Linked DNA regions of Mus musculus: region 2 is linked to region 1. The links are chromatin contacts, called in public promoter capture Hi-C maps. All regions are on one chromosome and are shown on one strand. The core of a region is the stretch at or near the end of the contact, and the rest is flanking DNA. Distances in the headings are between cores, read along the strand shown.

Region 1 (4,890 bases), core at 1,445-3,944:
AGGATGAAAATCGGCCTTTAAGAAAAACAGTGGACAGTTAGGATTTTAAAATCTTTACATGGGCCCAGGGAAGATGGCTCAGAGGTAAAGGCACTTGCTCATGAGTCTGATGGCCTGAGGGTCCATCCCTGGGACCTACATAGTGGAAGAAGAGAACAGATCCCTTCAAGTTGTTCTCTGATTCTTAAAGACACACACACACACACACAGAGAGAGCAAATTAATCACTTAAAAGTCTTCATTGGCTGGTAAGATAGTTCAGCTGATAAAGGTATCTGAGTTAAATTTTTAAAACCCACATGGTTGATAGAAAGGCCTTGCTACAAGTTGTCCTCTGATGTGTGTGTGTGTGTGTGTGTGTGTGTGTGTGTGTGTGTGTGTGTGAGAGAGAGAGAGAGAGAGAGAGAGAGAGAGAGAGAGAGAGAGAGAGGGAGAGAGGGAGAGGGAGGGAGAGGGAGGGAGGGAGAATATGTTGGGAGGGTGAAGGGAGTGCCAACACCAACTCATAAAATAAAATAAATAAAATGTAAAAAACCTTTACTAGGCTTTAGGATTAGAGGGCCTGGCTAAGGTGTTGTGCACGTGACTTCTCTGCTCTGGGTGAGGGGGCTTCCTGGGCTTAATCTCCAGTGCTCCCTTCCCCCCAAAATAAATACAATCTTTATTAGTTTTTCACACCAGGCAAGGACCATTTCACATTAACAGCGCAGTTTGTGGGAAAAATCCAGAAAACGAATGGTGAATTTAGTGGCGCTTTACAGAAGGTTTAATTTAAATAATCCAAGCAAAGTCTACTGATTCCAGAACCTGGAAATGTCAACAGTCTCAACAACTGTCCAGCCGGTACTGTTTAATAAGTCAATAGAAAGAAAAAACGGAACATTGACTTCAGCAAGACGAGGCAGTACTTTTGTGTGTGTGAGGGAACAAGAACGGAGGTGTCTGGAACTTATCTGAATTATGGCTGTCCTGGCCCAGGTCTCGTTGCAACACACGAATGAAATATGTAAATGGCCTGGAGGTGACCTACCTTTTCTAAAAGTGAGTGGAGAAAGTCTGATTATCTTCTCAAGTAATCAACAAAGGTTAGGGCTTGGCAGTCACCCAAATCCTTCAAAAACAGATATAGGTTTAGAAGAAGAAAAAAAAGGACATCTTTGAAAAGGGGAGGAAAAAAGACGAGTCTGAGGGCTTACATCTGGAAGCAGCTTATTATTTTGAAACATAAAAAGAATCAAGAAGGCTTATCTTTATAAATCTCAAGTTTTATCCGAAGAAAGCAATACACAACCTAGCATTCCCCGCAAGCAAGCCTTTGGGTCCTGAGGCCGATAGAGATGGCGGTTCCGGTTCCGTGGTGAGAGTCTCTGGTGTACTGCTGAGCTATTATTAATAGTCTAATAGCCACTTCCAGAAGACTCTGACAGCAGTTGGCTCGCTCAACAGTCGTAATGCTAGTTTTTCAAGCTTCCCTTCTCCCATCCCATCCAACATTGGTACAAGCATCAGAAAATAAATATTTTCCAAGTGGCTTTATGTCTGCAATTACCCTGAAGGCATTTTATATTTCCAAAGTATGCCTAAGGCCAAGAGGCTGGCACTGGGACTTTTGCCTAGTCAGTAAGTAGAGAAATAAACACATGAACAATTGCAGCCCACTTCTTCAAGAAGAGCAAGTTGTTGCTCCGGCCCTGAAGGTTCATGGGTGTTTTCAAATGAGCCTCAGACCTTCAAGAGTTATAGGTCAGGATTCTAAAAGGAAAGCCGAGCACTACCTGAACTTCATTTTCTACAAGACAAGATTAATCTCTTACTGATTCCACACTCAGCTAACCTTCATCAGAAAACAAGCATGAGAAAAATCCACCCTTAACAAGTTAACTATGAAACCAATTCTTCACTCCAGATTTACTGAGCCGAGATAAGACAGACTTGATCTTTCAGAACATCTTCATATTTATAGAAAAGTTGCGAGTAAAATCGAGAACTGCCCCCACACAAGTCCTGCCAACGTCTGATCACATCTTACATCATCACTGAACATTTCTCGCTGCTTTCTTATGTCCCAAACTCTAAAAAGCAATCCCGATTCGACAGTGGTCTCTAACTTTATCACCCTGCGTGCAGTTTCTTCCTCTTGATATTCCCAAACGGCAAAAATAGTCTTCTGTAATTACCATCGGTGATGCAAGGGCCCAAGAACACCCACAGCAGATTTCTCACACAGCAGCCGGAGTGAAGAAAACGCGCGGGCAGCGGACACTTCAACCTTCCCCTAGATCTCTCGCTCCGGCAGCTCCGCAGGTGACAGGAGGCTGCCCAGGGTCCACCCGTCCCCACCGGTCCATGAGCGCGGGGCCCGGGAGCCCGGGAGCCCTTAGACGACAGGCCGAGTGTCCCCCCCCACCCCCTAGCCTCGCCCCACCCAGCCTGTCCTCCCAGCTCCCGGAACCCGCGCCGTCGCCGCGGCAGGTGCGGTGGCCCCCGGGCCCTGGCCGGACTCGCGCCCGCGCCTCACTCACTTGTCGTACTCCTGTGTCATCGCGCTCGCTCGCCGCTGCCGGGCCGCAGAACTGGACTTTCGGGTTGGGACAGTACACCCGATCCGGGGGGAGGAGGCGGCGGCGGGCGGCGCGCGGCGGCAGGCGGTGGGTCCGGAGCGGCGGCCCCGACGGGTTGGGTTCGCTTTTCTCGCTCTGAGCCGGCTCGGCGCGGGCTGCGCGCACTGGGCGCTGGGCTCGGCCTCCCATTGGCTGGCGGAGCTCCGGCCCAAGGCGGAGCTTCTGGAACTGGGAGGAGGGAGCTCCTCCTGATTGGTGAGATGGAGCTCTGGGGAGGAGCCTGGGGGCGGACCGGAGGGCGGGGGCCACGCGGTGCTCGGCGGTGCTCAGCGGCGCTGGGGAGCTTGCGCGCGGCTGGCCCCGGTGGCGCCGGCCGGTAGTGCCGCCGGCGCCGAGAGGCTTCGGCGCACACCCGCGTGGGCGCGTTTCACCTTCCAGTTCTCTCTCGCGGTCAGTTCTCCGGCCCCAAGGCCTCTGCCTGGGAAATACCTAGGGAATTTCTTTGCAGCTGTGCAGGTTTGGAGGTTTCCTTCTGGTTCATCTCTCAGTGCCCACCATGTGACAGTCGCCAATCTGCACAGCCTCTTAATAACCCACGTTTCCCCGGCCAGCGGTCCCTGTTTATTGGGCACCTATCAAGTGTCAAAAGCATCACTCTAAGACACCTTCCCAAGCCCCAGAGGTCCCCACCAGCCTCCTGAGGGCATCTGAACTTGCTTGGCTCTTCATCTGCCCAGCGCTATATTTGGACTTTAGCATCCTCAACCCCTACCTACTACCTGTGTGGTCTTTCTGTTTGGCCAGCTCCAGATTGGCTTCCACTTTTTCCTCCCATATCCTAACCCCTTTTTAAACCATTTTCCTATGGGTCGGTTTCTTTAACCTCAGCCTCAGGCCTACAACAGTAGAGACAGGGACCTAGACAGAGAGGACAAGGCAGAGACAGAGCAGGCAAATTTTCCTGCCTCCTAGAGCGTCCTACTTTGAGAGTCACGGTGACTCCTTTGGTGTGCGGAGAGAGATGGCACTCTTTGCAGGTGGATGGGGAAAGTAGAGTGGAGCTCTCTGGGTTTAAAGATGTAGATGGCGAGGGGGTGGGCATAAGGGTGAAGGCACAGCTATAGACCGTGATAGAGGAGACACGAGTGTGTCCACTGAGGAGCTAGGAAAGCAGTGTGGCCAGAGAGTAACTGGGCACTGGTGCAAACTGTAGAGCCCCGCGGGTTTCTGTAAGGCCTTAAGTGAGGAAGCTTTGAAGGACTTGCGGTAGGGCATAGACAGACTTCACTCGTGTTTTCAAATAATCTGGTCACTGAATGGTAGGGAATCAGCAGGAGGCAATTTCAAAAGAGACAAGCAAAAGATAAATAGTAGCCAGAAGCATGACCCGGGGTGATGGGACACTGAGAAGGGTTTGAATTCTAGATGCCTCTGTGTTCAAACGAACAGGATTCTCTGAGACCCAAAGGGCAGGTTAGAGAGCACCTCTGACAGATGGTGTGCAGACAATCCCAGGACTCAGGAGTTGAGGCAGGAGGCTCTCCAGTTCCAGGCCAGGCCCAAAGTGAAACTTTGACAACAGCAACCAAAGTCATTCTTGTTCAGAACGACCAGAGGTTTCAGCTGAGCAGCTGGATAGAGTGACTGCTGCCTCTGAGATGGCGAGGGACAGCAGACATAGCAGTTTATAAGTGGGCAAGGGTCCTGTTTAGGATGTGCTAAGTTTAAAATTCATTTTCCTTCTGAGTACATGAGTCACGCAGATGGATACTAGACTGGAGTTCCAGTGGGAGATCTGGACCAAAAATTGACCTCTGGGCAAGATCATCCTGAGGGAAGAATTCAAAGCCTTGAAATGGCTGAAGCCCTAAGGCAGGGAGGAGCCCCTGGGTCCTGGAGCCTCCAACATCAAAGGCTCAGAGGGAGAAGAGCCAGGAGAGCAGAGAGGGCAGTCAGGTGAGCTGGGAGGCCACTGAGAGATGATGGACCAGGGAGACAGGTGTGTTCTTGCTAAGGGCTGACCATGCCTTTGTCCTGTGCTAGCTGCCTCTCACCTCCCAACCCTGTGTTCTCAGTTCTCTGAGGTGCTAGCGCTCTAGTCAGTAACCACAGACATGATGCTCAGAGCGGTTTCCAGCCTCTGTGCTCAGCCCTGGGGCAACTCTGGGGCCTGGGGCCTGTTCTTTCTTTACTTGATAGTTTCAAATTTAAGAAAATTATATATGTATGCATACACACATAAGCACAAATGCACACCAACACAGACATGTCTCCATACTCTTGCCAGGGTGGCCCTTCCTAAAACACCATCCTATGTCATCCCCAATAA
Region 2 (4,890 bases), core at 1,404-3,903, 1.8 Mb before region 1:
ATCCAAAGGCAGCCAGGAGAAGAGGGGTTTTAAGGCCCTGGGTAGAGCTTTAAGTGCAGGACCTCAAAGCCCATCCCCACAGTGACTCACTGACTCAGACAAGACCCACCTCTGCATAGTGTCACTTTCTATGGGTCAAGCATATTTAATCCAGCACACATGATGAACCCTGATGAAGCAAGGCTGGGGATTTACCAACAGACAGTTTACGCGTATATCTCATGCTCGGGGTGTTTAGACAGATGACTGACTGATGAGCAAAAGCACACCAGGAGGATGAAGGGGAGCCTCCCTAGGGCAAGTTGGAAGCAGCTTTCTCTATGATGGGGGTGTACAGGGTTTTGTTGGCTTTGGCACTGGCTGGTATTTTTTGTGAGCTTGACACAAGTTAGCATCACCTGGGAAGAGGGAACATGGAGTGATGTAATTGCCTCCATTAGGTTGGCCTGTTGGCAAGTCTGAGGCATTTTCTTGATTAATGATTAATGTGGGAGGGTGCATCTTCCCCTGGGCAGGTGATCTGGGCTTGTATGAGAAAGTAGGCCAATCCCAGCAACTGACCCACCAACCAAAGAGCAAGTATAGGCTGGACCTAGACCCTCTGCATATATGTAGCAGATGTGCAGCTTGGTCTTCTTGCGGATCCCCCAACAACTGGAACAGGGCTGTCCCTAACTCTGTTGCCTGCCTCTGGATCCCATTCACCTCACTGGTGTATCTCTCTGTGTGTGTGTGTGTGTGTGTGTGTGTGTGTGTGTGTGTGTGTGTGTGTGTATCTCTGTGTCCATGTGTTTGTAGGTCAGAGGACAACTTGCACTAGTCAGTCCTTTTGCCATGTGATTTCAAGGGATTGAGCCTAGGTCTTCAGGCTTGGTGCAGTTGACTTTACCCACTGATCCACCCTGCCAGCTCCCCACCAAAAAACTTTTAAATGTAAATTAAGGTTCATCCCAACACATATAATGCATTATTTCAGACATGACAAGCATTTCAGCGGATGAGCCAGAGGTGAGCCAGAGGTCTAAGATAGGCATTTTGCAGTGGTGGTTTAGAGAGAAATGAGTTATCACCTTGTCCTGCCTCAATGGGAGAGGATGCACCTAGTCCTGCGGTGATTTGATGTTTCAGAAAGGGTTGATACCCAGGAGGGCCTCCCCCTTCACAGAGAAGGGGAGGACGGTTGGAGGGAGGGGCTATGTGAGGGGGTTGGGAGGAGGTGATGGAGAGGAGGGGAACTGTTACTGAGATGTAAAGTGAATAAGTGACTTAATTAATAAAAAACAACAATAAACCAAACCAACCAACCAAACAAACAAACAGAAAAGAGGCTGAGCAAACCATTGGGAGCTAGTCAGTAAGTGGCGCTCCTCCATGGGCTCTGCCCTGAGTTTCTGCCGTGACTGCCCTCAGCTACAATGAACTGGAAGTATGAACCAAATAAGCCCTTTCCTCGACGAATCGATCACAGAGTCTATGACAAAACAGAAAAGCACACCAGGATCACTCTCAAGTTGCATTTCCGAAGGTTGTAAGGGCCTCCTGTTCCTCTTTGCTCCAGAGGACCACTTACAGGAGGAAGAGAAGTTCAAGGATGGACCTTTGGAAATGGAGGCGTGAGATAGATTTACAGACACTGTTTAGATTTACGACAAAGAGCAGGCACCAGAAACTCAAGGTTAATGTTGCTTGGTCCCTCAGTAAGCACACTTGGTTCACATTTGCCTCATAGGCATCCTATGGAAAGCATAAGTTGTCTCTGTGGGCAGCATGGGATTGCTGATGCTTTCTGATGCGGTCGGCAGGACCGGCCATCTGGCCAGCTGGGGGTTTTTCTCACTCTTTCCCGCATTATCCTTTCTGCCTTTCTCTCATGCCTCAGCTATGCAGAGACTGCCATTTTACATAAGGTCTGGTGCATCTGCAGATTTTGGTGTCTGTGGGAGGAGGCAGAAGCTGGGGCCATCATCACTGGCTTGATCCCAGGTGATAACTATATTCCATTCCACAGTGAAACGTATTATTGTAGTTTGAGATGTTGACCAAATTGTAAATTATACCTTATTTTGTATGCATATATGTATGCCTTTGTGTATGAAGGGATATGTGACTGTGTGTGTGTGTGTGTGTGTGTGTGTGTGTGTGTGTGTGTGTGTGTGTGTGTATCTCTGTGTCCATGTGTTTGTAGGTCAGAGGACAACTTGCAAGAGTCAGTCCTTTTGCCATGTGATTTCATGGGATTGAACCTAGGTCTTCAGGCTTGGTGCAGTTGACTTTACCCACTGATCCACCCTGCCAGCTCCCCACCAAAAAACTTTTAAATGTAAATTAAGGTTCATCCCAACACGATATAATGCATTATTTCAGACATGACAAGCATTTCAGCGGATGAGCCAGAGGTGAGCCAGAGGTCTAAGATAGGCATTTTGCAGTGGTGGTTTAGAGAGAAATGAGTAACAGACCAGGAAGGAACCCTCCTGTTATTAAACTAAACAATAGTGCAAACATCAGCACTGTTTCAGGAGGGCTGCTGGTTGGCTCCTGTGAGGTCAGGCCCCTGCAGATCTGTTTGTGATGGTGAACCTGAGAAGGGAGGCAGTGACCTGCAGAGTCAGCATGCAGGGCACCTCCCCGTGTGGCTGCTGTGGTCAGGATTGTGCAAGATGTGGCAAGATGAGGTCAGAGAAGAGGGTCTTGCCCAAGCTCTCAGCCCCAGTGGGACTTAAGTGGAGGCCTTTGGCTTCTGCAATTGTTCCCAATTTGTTCATCTATATAGGGAGAATGCTACCACCGTTATTTTAGTCATGGGGCTCCTTAGAGGACTGAAGACATCATGCCTCTAAAAATGTAAAGGCAGACGTTAAAGTGAATCCAAGAATACCTCCTGGTGGGAAAGGGTGAGACCTTATCCATAGCAATGGAGAGAGCTGGGGTCTGGAGTTGTAGCTTAGTGGTAGAGCGCTTGACAATTGTCCCTAATTCCTGGGACCCATGGCTGGCACTGCATAAAATGAGTCAACAAATAGTAGAAATTAGAAACTGCTCATTACTTTCTTTAGTTTTCAGCTAAAGGTAGAAACACATACATGAATAATACCCCATGCTCTCCTTATTTTTTAAACATATTCTTTTTGTTAAGATTGCAGTGATATCTGTAGCCCAGGAATGATGTGTGTGTGTGTGTGTGTGTGTGTGTGTGTGTGTGTGTATGTGTGCATGCACATGCATGTGCATACATGCTTATGCACATGCATTTTTGTAAGCATCCTCTCTCTCTCTCTCTCTCTCTCTCTCTCTCTCTCTCTCTCTCTCTCTCTCTCTCTCTTTTTCTTCCCCATTTTGTTCATGCACAGATTCTTTCTCACAGTGTCTAGGGTAGACTGGACATCTCCAGGGTTTCCTGGGTATCTTTGGTCACTGGTCTGGGTTGTGAAGAAGGAGCACGCTTGGGATGGTCTCTTGGTTCTTTTATTTGTTTGCTTGTACATTCACGTGTAGCTCTAGGCTTAGGATGTCACATGGGAGCCAGAGTTCAGATGGGAGGCTGTGGATCAAAACGATCAAGGTGATTGTTAGTGGTCTTCAGATCATCTTGGCCTGCTCTATTTTTCTGCCTGCTGGATTTGTCCATTTAACACCCATAGGTGGTGTTAAATCGACTTAATGGCTGCTTCTCCTCTGTACTGGTATCAACTTTGCCGTATGAGTTTTGGCACACCGTTGTTGAGTATGTACATGTTTTTATGTTGTGTGGTGGAATTTGCCCTTTTATAGTTTGCATCACAACAGTTCCCCTTTGCATTGAACTCTTGCCGTTCAGTTTTCTTTGGATTAGCTTTGGCATGGAGCACGTGTCTCCATCCCTTAACTTTTAATCTGCTTCCGAAGCTTTTCAGCGAGTTTCTCATAAACAACGCAATGGGCAGCTGTAGTTTGCTCTTGAGCTCATTCTTGTACCCATTCAATAGAATACTTTTAATTTGAAGATTTCATAAATATATACAATGTATTTTGAATATATTCATTCCCTACATCTCTTCTTAATTTCTCCTGAGTTCACCCACACCTTCCATCCCCTCCTAACTTTGTGCCCTCTTTTTTTTAAAATTTAATTTAATAATGCACAGAATAATTTTTGCTGCTCATATACTCCTGTGTGCAGAGTCATCTGCAGGGGCATGATGGACCTATTAGAGGTCACACCCTTAAAGAAGATGAACTCCCATCCCTTGGAAGCCATCGTTGTCATTTTCTCAGCTAGGTGTAGGGGCTCACAGTCCCCTCTATCCTCCCTACTGGAATGTCACCTGGCTTGATCTTCTGTTGGAGCCACCACTGCCCTGCTGTGAGTTTCTGAGTGCAGTGGTCCTATGATGTCCAGAAGACTCTGTTCCGCTCCCAGCTGCAGTCTCACAGACTTTTAAATCTCTGTTCATTGCTCTGAGCCTGTGAGTTGGGATAAAGATCTGTGACCAAGAACCACACAGACACTTGCTCACTTTGAGAAGTTGTGATTTCTGATTAACCGCCACTCGCTGCACAACCGCTCTTGGATGAGGTCTTTTAACTGATCTTTTTAGGCAAATCATGTTTAACATGATTTTTTGATATGATTGCCTAGGAGCTCTAATACCAATGGATAGCTATTTTCAATTCATTGATTTCTTTTCCTTTTTGATTTTCCTGTTTGTATATTTATGGTATTAGCAGGTTTTGATTAGCCAATTGATCATACCTTATCAAACTAAATGAAGCTGGCATCTTAGGTCTCTACCCTAATGTGCCATTCCTGTCCCCAGCAGTGCCGAGTCACAGTGTCCTGCAGTCCCTGTCTGTGAAGGTGGCAAGAACTTAAGTCACACAAGGCTCAGAGAGATACCTTGTGAGGTTGGG

Evidence for each region. Promoter capture Hi-C pulls out the DNA fragments that hold promoters and counts their contacts.
Region 2: a promoter capture Hi-C map of liver shows a contact between it and region 1, with 2.5 times the contacts expected there. The contact joins the enhancer-like site here to the promoter of Grhl1 in region 1. A contact is called at or near these places in 6 of 39 promoter capture datasets (the 3T3-L1 cell line, cranial neural crest, frontonasal cranial neural crest and 2 more) and 1 of 115 datasets of contacts at active chromatin or transcription factors (memory CD8 T cells).

Annotation. Positions count from the first base shown.
Region 1 is chr12:24,570,091-24,574,980 of GRCm38.p6, reverse strand. It overlaps Grhl1 (grainyhead like transcription factor 1), which reads right to left and starts at 2,694. Exons shown (of 16, transcript NM_001161406.1): 1 at 2,523-2,694. The coding sequence starts at 2,542.
Region 2 is chr12:26,396,519-26,401,408 of GRCm38.p6, reverse strand. The region is part of intron 2 of Rnf144a (ring finger protein 144A); the gene reads left to right. Among named protein-coding and RNA genes, the nearest start is that of Mir6538, 16 kb to the left of the region's middle. Within about 2 kb of position 2,653, at least 49 of the 459 cell types and tissues checked have an H3K27ac peak or open chromatin away from gene starts, as enhancers often do. A contact at or near this core is called in liver and memory CD8 T cells, where this site is marked.